Regions from separate parts of the Callithrix jacchus genome. Here region 2 is linked to region 1. The links are chromatin contacts, called in public Hi-C maps. All regions are on one chromosome and are shown on one strand. Each heading gives the region's core, a stretch centred on a gene start, on an enhancer-like site or on the middle of the called end of the contact. The rest is flanking DNA. Distances are from core to core; before and after follow the strand shown. Region 1 has its middle 250 kb from the start of HIVEP2. Region 2 holds the start of LOC103792657.

Evidence for each region. Hi-C and Micro-C count contacts between places; a contact is called where the count stands out from the background.
Region 2: a Hi-C map of skeletal muscle shows a contact between it and region 1, with 4 times the contacts expected there. The contact joins the promoter of LOC103792657 here to the enhancer-like site in region 1. A contact is called at or near these places in 2 of 3 Hi-C or Micro-C datasets (both in skeletal muscle).

What each region holds. Positions count from the first base shown.
Region 1 is chr4:149,505,759-149,511,251 of calJac240_pri, reverse strand. No RefSeq gene overlaps it. Among named protein-coding and RNA genes, the nearest start is that of HIVEP2, 250 kb to the left of the region's middle. Within about 2 kb of position 1,916, at least 5 of the 16 cell types and tissues checked have an H3K27ac peak or open chromatin away from gene starts, as enhancers often do. A contact at or near this core is called in skeletal muscle, where this site is marked.
Region 2 is chr4:149,755,594-149,760,955 of calJac240_pri, reverse strand. It overlaps LOC103792657, which reads right to left and starts at 3,550. Exons shown (of 2, transcript XM_035296887.3): 1 at 2,749-3,550. The coding sequence starts at 3,426. The coding sequence ends at 2,872. HIVEP2 (HIVEP zinc finger 2) reads left to right here and starts at 2,947. Exons shown (of 10, transcript XM_078370203.1): 1 at 2,947-3,160.

The sequences.
Region 1 (5,493 bases), core at 667-3,166:
GCAGGTTGAAGATGCATCTTGGAAATCAATGGTTTGGAGAAGGCTCCTGTCCACGTTTTGCATGAAGATGTAAAAATTAAATACTTCTTAGTGCATTTTAAAGAATGTCGTGGCTGATTGGCTTTGTTTTAGGAATTATGTGATTGTGAAGTTCTTCACTTAGTTTTATGTCAGGAGGTGTTTACCATGGCGAATAGATGACCCAAACTTGTGCTTTCCAAGGATGGGGTGAGGAACCAGCACGTCCAACAGGAAGTGCAATGAAGCCACAGCTCCACAAGCCCTCATTGGAGCCTGACAACAAGGCTGTGGCAATATTAATATCCTTAGTTTACAGGTAGGGAGACTGAGAGGGGTTAAGTGAAGAGTTCAAAAGGCTGCAGCTTTTAAGAGGCAGAATTTATCACAGAACCAGGTCTGTCTGACTCCTCACCCAGGGCCCTGGCAGTCTGACTTCCCTAAACTCAGCTGTGAGTTTCCATGTGAAGGAAAAGCAGTGATTCTTTCCACTGAGCCAGCTCTCGCCTGGTCTGGGGCCTGGTTTAAAACCTGCAGACAGTCTCCTAGGAATGGAAGGGCCTTCCTTCTCTGGTTCTAGCAGCGGGGAGGCTTTTGCATATCTCCCAGCATGTTGCCATTTATGGATTTGGGCAAAATAACAGCATTGCACAGCTTCAGAGTGTCAGACTTCTTTTTTTTCCTTTTTCTTCCACACTGAGCTTCCTGTTTCTATGGCAATGAATAGGATGTTTTGCACCAAGAAACACTTTAAATGCCACTGGGGGAAGGTAAGAGCCACGCATAGCTCTCTACAGAGCAGGAAGGTGAAATGAAATGCAAAGAAGAACTGAGTGAAACAAGGAGAGAAAGGATGCAGAAAAGCCGGGAGCGAGGTGGGAGGAAGGAGGGAGGAAGTTAAGAAGCAGAAATAAAACAGAAGGAGAAATAAAATAGAGATAGCAACATGGCCGGCAACTGGAGCCTTCCGAGTGGCAGCACAGGTCCCCCGTATCTTCCAGCACTCAGAAGGAGCACTCAACTTCCTGAGAGCCACAGGGGTGGAGGGACCAGCAGTCTTCCGGAAGCAGGGCTGCAGGAATGCTGGAGGCACTCACACACACTTGTACTACATAGGACCCATTTGAAGGTGTCTCCCAATGTGACCTCTAGAATAGGGAGGTTCAAATATCCCCTGTGAATACTTGCCCTGCTCATCGAGGCTGGCACAAGGCCTGTGAAGTCAGCCCTTCCACCTACCAGGTCACAACCAGGGTTTCCGCTCTGTGATGGATGCCTGTGGGCTATGATGTCTTCCTTGGGAAGGCTGTGATGTCCTCCTCTCTTTATTTGGGTGGGATCATCCATGAATATTCCCAAGGAGGCAGCTGTTTATAATTATGCAGCATAGGAGGGATGTAAAAGGGCACTTCGAAAATCAAAGTGCCAATGCAGGAAACTTTCTTTCTCTCTTTCCCCTGACCACCTTTCTCCAGCCACACACAAAATTATATAACCTCATCTGCATGCAGAAAAGAAAGGCCACAGAACACTGAAACATGGAACCTAGTAGAGCCTAAGTGCATACTAACTACTTCTCACTTTTAATTTTGCTAATTCTAATTCCTCCACCACAGCCACGCGAAATCAAATCAAGCTCTGTCTAGCTTGACGTTCCTGTTCTGTAAGGTTTTAAGAGCTATAAGCTACAATTAAAGGCACAGTAGTAGGAAGAGCCAATCAAAGGGAATCTCAAAATAGCTGGTCCCCTGGAAGGCCAAGGCAGATGTATTTGTCCAGCTGCTTGTGGGAGAAGAGCTGAGAACTCTCACTCACTCGCTAGAGGCTCATAAAAGGCTCACCTACAGCTGCTTGTGAAATTGGTTCCTCGTAAGTGAAAGTCGACCGGGAGTCCTATGAGTTAGTGGCAGCTGGACAGACAGGACAGGGGGTGCCAAACGGGGCAGGAAATGGCTGGGGGCCAGGGTAAACAACCTGGGGCAGGAGCCGAGGGGAGCATCTGTCCCAGGGGAGCTCAGAGAAGTGCTGCTTTCCAAGGGTTTGGCCAGGGCAACCTGGTTTATTTTCAGTGAAATCTGGGTATGCTCTAATTTACTATGGGAGCCTTGAATTTGCATGCCTGCTTTAAGAGACCCTAACAAGTACACATAATAAAATGTTAATTTATGCCTTCTGCTAGGATGGGAATTGAGTGTGGCTTGACGCAACTGCAAAACAGAACAAATCTGGGAACTCTGGCAGGCAGAAGAGGAGGGTGGAGAGAACACGTTTCTTTGAGTTTGGGAAGGGAGGCTGAGAGGAGTCTGGGAAACTTCCTGGCATCCAATTCCCTCCAGAACCCCCAAAGGGACTTTCTACAACAGCAGAGGGATGGCCCTTCTGTCTCTGCAGCCTGACCTAGCACTACAGTATCCAACAGCACTGGGCACAGAGTATGTCTTTGGTAAATATTTGGTGTGCTGATTAATAATATGAGAATGTTCTGAGGTCAAACACTTCCATCCATGTTTTGGGAACTATGAGGTCTTGCTTAGCTCTTCAAAAACTCCACACCCAGCTTCACATTAAAGTAGAAAGCCAGCACACCTGTGATGTTCTGAGCTATTCTAAATAGCAGTCCTCCCTGGGTGTCTGAATTCTTCTGTCCCTAAGAATGTGCACTGTCTTGGGCAGTTTTGTGGAAATGCCTCTTCCCATTCAGCTTTGCCCAGACCATTCTATCCTGATGTCATCCCCATGGCTGGCACTCCAATGTGTCCTAAACATGACCTGTTTCTAGAAATAAGACAAACATTCCCTCTATTTCTCCCTTTCTTTTGTCTCTACTGACATCGAGCTTGCAGGATGGCAGGATTAATATACACCAGCAGACTTCTGGCGGGTTGTTGTAAACACCTTTTGGAGTTCCTTTCCAGCCCTTGATGCCATTTCTCCAGGATTCATCCCCCTCTCCACAAAACGGAAGCCCAAATAACTGGGTTTCCACCATGACCCTTCCACTTTGGCCATGGATGCATCAGAGTTCTTACTGAGCCGAGCTGGACAATCAGTATCTTTCTCTTGGGAATTTGGAATTGGATTTAAAGAAATGGACAAATAGAGATCAACATCTGTGCTTGGCTCAGACATGAATTTTGGAGCCATAGTGGCCATACGAAGGGAGAATCAGAGCAAGTCAGTGTGTAACAAAACCAAAAGGCAACTCTAAAGAATGAACCAGAGTCAAAAGAGCCCTGGCTATGCCTCCTGCTATTGACTTCTGAGGATGACTTTGCATCTTTACAGTAAGTTCTTGTTTCTTGATTAGCTGAACTTCATTGGCTTTGACACTTTTAACCAAAAAGTCTGTAAAAAAGACATGAATAAGTTTCACCATCGACTTCTGTTGCGCCAATCTGCTCTGTGTTCCTAACTCTCCTCCCTTTCAAATGCCACCACTCTAGGTCATGGCAGGGCTCCCAACTGCCTATGCTGTCATGACCATGACCCCTTACTAGCTCTCAGGGCACTCCCTATACTGTCCTGCCCACCCGTCCAAAATGATTTTTCTTTCCCTCTGATGTGCTCCTTCGCTTGAGTCTGATCATGCTCTCTCCACTCTAAACACACTTCCCTGGCTCATCCTCCTCCTGTTTCCCTGGACGGCTTCCCAGGCTTGGGATGGTCTCCCCCCTCCTCTGGACCATACAAATATATGTAGATGGGACAGTAGATGTAGACAGTAGACAAGATTTTCTTGTCTGCAAATGGAATGTTTTCTACCTGATGTCTTATGTTAAAGGAACAGAAATTATCACAGTGAAAAAAGAAAAAGCCTATTGGTGGGGTACAGCACCTCCAGCCACTTGGCTTCAGTGTGCCTGATATGGTATCTTCTGATGCCTGCTAATATCTGTGTTTATGGTAATGAAATATTTACCCAATTAAAATAGATCTAAACTACTGAGGAAATGAGTGAGCTAAAATGTGTTCTTGGTTCATACAAGGAGAACGATTCTCCTTCCCTGAGGAAGACTTGAAGGGCATCCAGCCCTAGGGAAGTTAAGTGGGTCATGCGAGTGTTTTCCCAGGCAAAAAGGGTAGACTCGATCTGGGGATACATACCCAGTATATGATAATTTATCTGACTGACGTGTCTATTTGATTTCAATCCATGATCACAATGAAAGTGCTTGTGTTAGAGGAAAAGTGTATGAAATGCATGGCCGCCTCACCATCAGATGGAAGTATAACCAGGGTGATGCCTCAGACGCTAAGTGCTCTTGGTGAGGGGCCCAACAGGAAAAGGGAAATGCTACTTTCAGACAGAATGGGACCGAGCATTTCAGGACCCAGGGGCCGTGCCATAAAATATTTCACATGATATTTGTGACAAGAAGCCTGAAGAAGCTATGAATTTCCAAACTGATGTGAAAGAAACCCACTCTACCTTGAGCCACACAAATATTTAAGCCACTTGCCATTGAGCATCAACTGGGTGTAGTGTCCAGCCCTGGGTTTTAGTCTTCTGCCTTCCTTGTGGTTCCTTTGTCATATTCTTTTTCTTTTATAAGAAGCACTGTTTGGCAATAGCCACAAGAATTGTGGGGGGAAGGGGAGACCATTTTCATTAAGAGATAGCGTTGTATTCTACATAGGAAACATAAGGAATCGTAATAATTTTTTTAAGTGGTTGCACATATGAAAAGGCCTCCCGTTGCTTTGCTCCCTCCACTGGATCTCTCCTCTATTCCTTCTGGCTTCCTGTTATTCCCTGCCAAAAGAAATGTTTTTAATTTTGTTCTGGAGTGGGCTCCAATTTGTTTAAGTGTGGGATTGCACGTTGATACAAATAATTACAACTGTAATTGAAATAGAGCCCTATTAGGGAAAAACTACAGTTAAAATAAAAGCTTTCACCAGGACAAAAGCGTTTAGGAGGTGGAAGACCCATGTAACACTGAACATTTTCTAGTGATTGCCAAAATGCGTTTGTTAGTTGCTTATTGCCAACACATGGTGGGCACTGTGCGTAACAGTGATAAACCTCATGGATTCAGTAAGTTAGCTCCACTAGACACTCTCTAAAACAACCACAGCACCAAGTATTGGGTTCCACTGGACAAAGAGAATGGCTTCTTAAGGGAATGAAACATTCGATTTTCTAGTTATTCCCCAGGCCTAAGGTTGAGTGAGTAACTTCCCAGGAAATCCACAAGCTTCAGCTTTGGACTCCTCATCCTCACGCTGCTCACTCAGCTACTCTCTGTTTGCAGTAAAAGAACAGAATGAAGCAAGAGTTTTTAAAAATTGGATTATGAAAGACTGAGGTGTGCTGAAATATTGGAGATGTGGGCATCTGAAGAGAGGGGCGATGTGTCAAAGACTCACGGCTGCATGACCTGATTGGAAGATGAAACACAGGAGAACTACGAAAGCAGGGATATTGACCAAGGGCCCTCTGGTTTGCCCTTGTATTTAAAGCAATGCTTCTCC
Region 2 (5,362 bases), core at 2,301-4,800, 250 kb before region 1:
ATCTGGGAAGCCTATAATCTGGGAATTCTGCCACAAACCTGCAGAATGTTTGCCTGAAGGGCAAAGTGAAGCGGAGAAATTAGGAACAGAGATGGAGAAGGCTTTACGGGATAATAATATTTGAGCCTCAGGATCTCACTATGTTGAAAATTAGTCCTTGACGTGAATCAATGAAATCCATTTTTCCTTAAAATCATTTGAGTTGCAGATTTAAGGGAAAGTCTTGATTAGTAACATGGACATGCCTGGTTCTGGAAGCTTCATGTACAATGTCTCCTGGTACCCAGTTCTCCTGCCTGGGTATATCAGGCTCCATGTTCTGTGGCAGGAGGTCTTGTGCTTTAGCCTACATAAACAACAACTGCTTTACATGTTAAAAATGCAGAGTCCTGAGCCCTGCATTCAGATTCAGATTCCATGGGACTGAGTGGTAAAGGCCCAAAACTTGCCTTTTAAGAAGCTTTTCTGGAGTCCTTGCAGTGGCCTGAGAGGTCTTCTGTTCACTGGCTGTCTCATTTTATTCTAGCCACCCCATTACCATTGAAGTCTACAAAAATTCCAGGTATTGGAACTGAACCTTGGCTGTTCCCTCTATGTGAAAAGCTCTGTCCTCCAGATATCTCCAGGTATTTCCTTCAAGCCATAGCAGAAATCTCCCTTTTCAACAAGTCTTACTCTTACGTCCCTATTTAATATAGCATCAGGACAACCCTCACCCCACCTATATCCTCTACCCTATTTTATGTTTTTCCCCAAATATTTCACCTTTCAAAGTCCTATATAATTTATTACTTACATTTATTGTCTATCCCATTCTTCTTCCAAATCCTCTCCTCCCATTGGAATGCAAGCTCCAGGAAAGGAGGGATGTTTCATTTCTTCACTGATGCGTCTTAAGAATCTTCAGCACATACCAGGCACTCAATAAATATTTTTTAAATGAAAGTAATTTCAGTTCAAAGTGATTTTCTGACAACACTCTGAAAAATGCCATACAACCATGTAGCCATTAATTATTTTTCTTTCTTAATGTCTCAAAATGTAGATTACCAAATTTTCCTTTCCTTTGAAACTGAGAAGTGATAAGAAGAATGCATGATGAAAAGCAAATTCCTGTTTCCTTGCTGATGCTCCCTGTGGGTGCCAGGCTGGGGCAGCTGTGTCCTACCTAGCCTCATTTCCCGTAGAGCTTCTTAGAGCTGCATGTCCAGTTTTCTACCAATGCTAGTTTTGTCTCTGGGGGTTTTCTGGGAAGAGTTTTTCGATTACTCTATTGCCCTTACATGCAAGCAACTGGAAATTGACTAAATATGGATAGCATGTCTGAGATATAGACATAAAATATGGGTTATAAAGGGGATTCACTTTGAGGAGAAAAGCCATGCAGCCTTTTGGAGAAAAACCCCCAATCAGTAGGCCATTGGGACTGACCACAGGAACAACCAACCACAATAGACAATGCTTTCTATATGTCCTATGTAGGTCAGGCTCTGGAGCGACTGCTGCTGATTTGCCCCAGAGCTGCAGTGGCTTCCACTCTACTCAGGAGGCTGAGGCAGGAGGATCTCTTGAAACTGAAAGGCAGAGGTTGCAGTGATTGTGCCACTGCACTCCAGCCTGGGCAATGGAGCAAAACCCTGTCTCTGTGACACACACACACACACACAGGATTCTTCCCAGCAGAGAGGATGTCACCTAGTTACACATATTCACAATATTGTTACTTTACTTCAACTCAATGCAGGCTATCTTCTTTCCATCTTCATGCCTCTGAAACAAAGTAATTATTTAAAATTTGTCAAATTTTGACTAAAACTGTTTTCAGGGTCCTCTTTGATGGTGGGACCTAATCATCAAAATGGATGTATGTCTGCAGGGTTTTCTTTAAAAAAATATTTTAAATAACTACAGAAGTATCTTAATATCCCCATTATTCTCTTTAATCTAGTCTTTTTCAGAGGTATTTAAGGTCTCAACTAACATTCATTCTAGTGAAGCAAAATGCTGCCTGATAGTTGCCTTGCTTAGTTTCTGGGAGCTTGGGCAGCTGCTGTTGTGTTTGTTGAAGGGAAATTGGATTCTTAAAGAAACTGCTTAATTTTCTCTATTAAGCAATTAAATAAAATGGTCTCTGGGAGTATGTAGCAGGTGGGTTTGAAAGTGAAAAAAATTCAAAAAATCACATTTTGCGTGTTAAATGGATGTTTAAAATGCAACTGCATACATTTAAAAGAAAATGATGATTGGGACAGTTTTTTAAATTAAAGCCTTCAAGTTAAGTAAAAAAAAGGCTGGGTATTAAAGAACCTATACAATGAAAGAAGAAGTTGCTTAAGTGGAAGTAGGCCCTGAATTTAAATGAGATCAACCTAAAAGAAGGACAAAGTGAAACTTATGCCAAATTGTTCGGATATTTCTCCTCTGAGAAAAAAAAAAATCGCTTAAAAAATTGTATCACCGCTTTATTTTGCAGAGTTGCCCTTCACGGCGGCGGCGGCACTGTAGCCACTGCATGGGGACCTCAAAAATACACTGATTGTAGGTCGGGATGAAAAACAAAACAAAGCAAAACAAAAACGAAACCAGCAGCGCTGTACTCGAAGGCATTTACGGGGCTGCCCTTCCTTTGTAATGCACTCATTTTTAATGAAAAGAGAAGGGGATATTTTATATGTCCTGACATTTGGTCCTTTTCCGAGAAATCTGAAACTCGAGACACAAAACATTCCGCAGTTGTTGGTGAAATACCTGGTTTAAAAGCAGAACCACAGTTATTGTCTTTGGCCCGGAATTCCAGAGACTCATTTCCACGCCTCCCACGGAGTCACCTGCTCAGGGGGAACCCCGGCCAGAAAGCCGGGTCGCGCCAGGTCAAATCTTGCGCGTCTCCAGTTTACTCCGCCCCTGGCAGGGCGGCGGCGCTGCCGCGGGGTGGGGAGGACCGCTGGGGCCCGCGGCGCCCCGGGCGCTCGGCTGGGCGCCGTGGGGCGCGGGGGCTGGGGCGCCCGGGAGAGGCTGCGCGAGGTCCCCGCTTGGCGGGGAGACCACCCCGGGGAGGCGCTCCGGGCCCCGGCCCCGCCCCGCAGTCATTCGTCGCGCCCCGGCACCGTGGCGCCCTGGGAACCTCCCTCGAGGATGTACACCAGTCCACACAAACAGGGTAACGGCTCGACGGAGCCCCGGTGTCCCCCGGGTGACGCCCGGCCGGGGAGGAAGCCCAGAGCTTAGGCTCCCACTCGCCTGGGATTCCACCGCCCCCCCCCCGCCCATCCCCCCCGGCCCCGCTCTCCCAGGGCTGGGTGATATTTCAAATCTGGTCCCTTGCGTGGTGAGGGAAGCGCACAGGCTGAAGGCGGCAGCACCCCCCAGGGTTCCAGGGTGGCCCACCAGGAAACCAGCAGCTGCTCCACGCGCCGCTGCCCACATCTATTTGAATATCCCAGCGAGGGCAGGCCGCGGTCCCGGAGCCGGGGGCTCCGGGGGCACCCTGGTGAGTGACTCCAGGGAAGGCCGTCCGGGCGTTTCGAGCACTTGAGAAGTTCGCGCTCCCGCAAGGGCAGGGAAAGTGCTAGTAAAACACTGCAAAGCTCCAGAAACGCAGCCAGGAGCCACAGTCTGATTTTTGCTTTTCTTGACTGATAACATAATTGTGAGTAGAGGCAGCAGGGGCGTTGAGAGGCAGGGGATCCGGAGTACTTGGACCAAATCTAAGGACCCTACTAATTAGATAATTCCGTTCATCAGGAAGGCAGGCGACGATTATCTGGGAAATGGGGAAGGGGTGGGGACGGAGGAGGTTTCCACATCCTTAAAGGAAATTCTCAGGCTCCCAGAGAAGCCCAAGTTTTTTTGCATGACAAGTAGAGGCCGGCTCTCTGGGGAGTTCCCCGCTCCGACCGAGCGAGTGTGCGGCCGCGATCTCCCCGCCCGGAGCGGCAGCCGCGGGGCCAGGCCTTGCCCTCCCGACCGCCTTCCTCCCCCGTCGCCCCGCGCGCCGCGCATCCCTCCCTTGCTCGCTGGCTCCAGACTGGTTTTTCTGGTTCAGCCTCCCTCCCTGGGACACGCTGGGGGATCCGATGACGTCGCTGGCTGAGTCTCTCCCTCTTCCTCCCTCCCTCCCACTGCCTCTCCCCCCGTCCGTCCTCGCCGCGCACTCCTCCTAGTAACTTCTGTTCGGGGAGGCGCTGCCAGGAATAACCCGGTGCGTCCACAGCCCGGGAGGGGAGGCGGCCGCTGCGGCTCCCGCACGCAGACAGCTGCGGCCCGGGCCTCGCGGCTCCCGCCTGAGCCCCGCGGCCCCTGTCCCGGGCCCATCTCCTTACAGTGTCAGAAAAATAAATAAAGGGAAGAGGAGCCTGGGCTGGCGGTCGGGATTTCTTCCCTCCCTCCGCGCCCGCCCTCCCTCTGTCCTTAAGGAAATGCTACCAGACACCCCCCACCAGACACGCTCAGCCTTGGCGAGGAGCGGCCGCCGCGGCAGCGAGAACAAGGGCACCAGGGGGGTTTCCTCCCCCTCCTCCTCTCCCTCCACCTCCCTGTCCTCCTCCTCCTCCTCCTCAGCGGTGACTTTCCAGGTGAGCGGCCGCCGCGGCTGCGAGGATCCCCCTCGCCCTCTAGGGCTCGGGCCGCCGCGTCTCGCCCTCCTCCCGCCCCTGTCACCCGGCGGTGGCCGGGAGCTGACAGCCGCCCGAGGGGCTCGCGGCCCGGAGGCGGGCGGCCGGCGGGAGGCGGGCTGGAGGTGAGGGGGTGGAGAGGAGGAGAGCGGGGCGCAGCCGAGCGCCGTCGCTCCCCGGAGGAGGGTCTCCGCACAAACATCTTCGGTGACTGTGGCACAAGTCTTTGCCAAGTTGTGTCCTGGACATTGACGCTCCCCAGAGCCCGGAGCAACTTGGAGGGTCTCCCGGCTCGTTCACAGTATTCCTCCACGTCTCGCCTGTGGGGTGCTGGGTGCAGCCTCGGGGTGCGCGGAGGGCGGACCGGCCACTGGGAGAGCGGAGCGGCGGGAATCTAGGTCCCTCCTCGGCTGGGTAAGTGGCCTGGGCGCTGGGTTTTTCCTGCCTCCTTCGGCGCTGGGAGCTTGTTTCACTTCACACTGGAATCGCCGCCGCCAAACTCCTTCCCCGGTTCCCGGGTGCTCGCCCCCAGCCCCTTCCTGGTGGCCGGAGGGTGAGGGTCGGAGGGGGCGGGGATGGGGAGACCGCGGGAGGGGGGTCGAGCGCGTGGGGAAATGCGGGGAATACCCTGGCCGCGGATCTATGCAGATGAGGGGAGGCTGCTTTGCGTAATGTCCTGGGGGGAGGGGGCCGCGCGGGAGCGCTGGAGGCAGGAATGTGCCTGCTTACTAATGAGCGACGTGCACCGG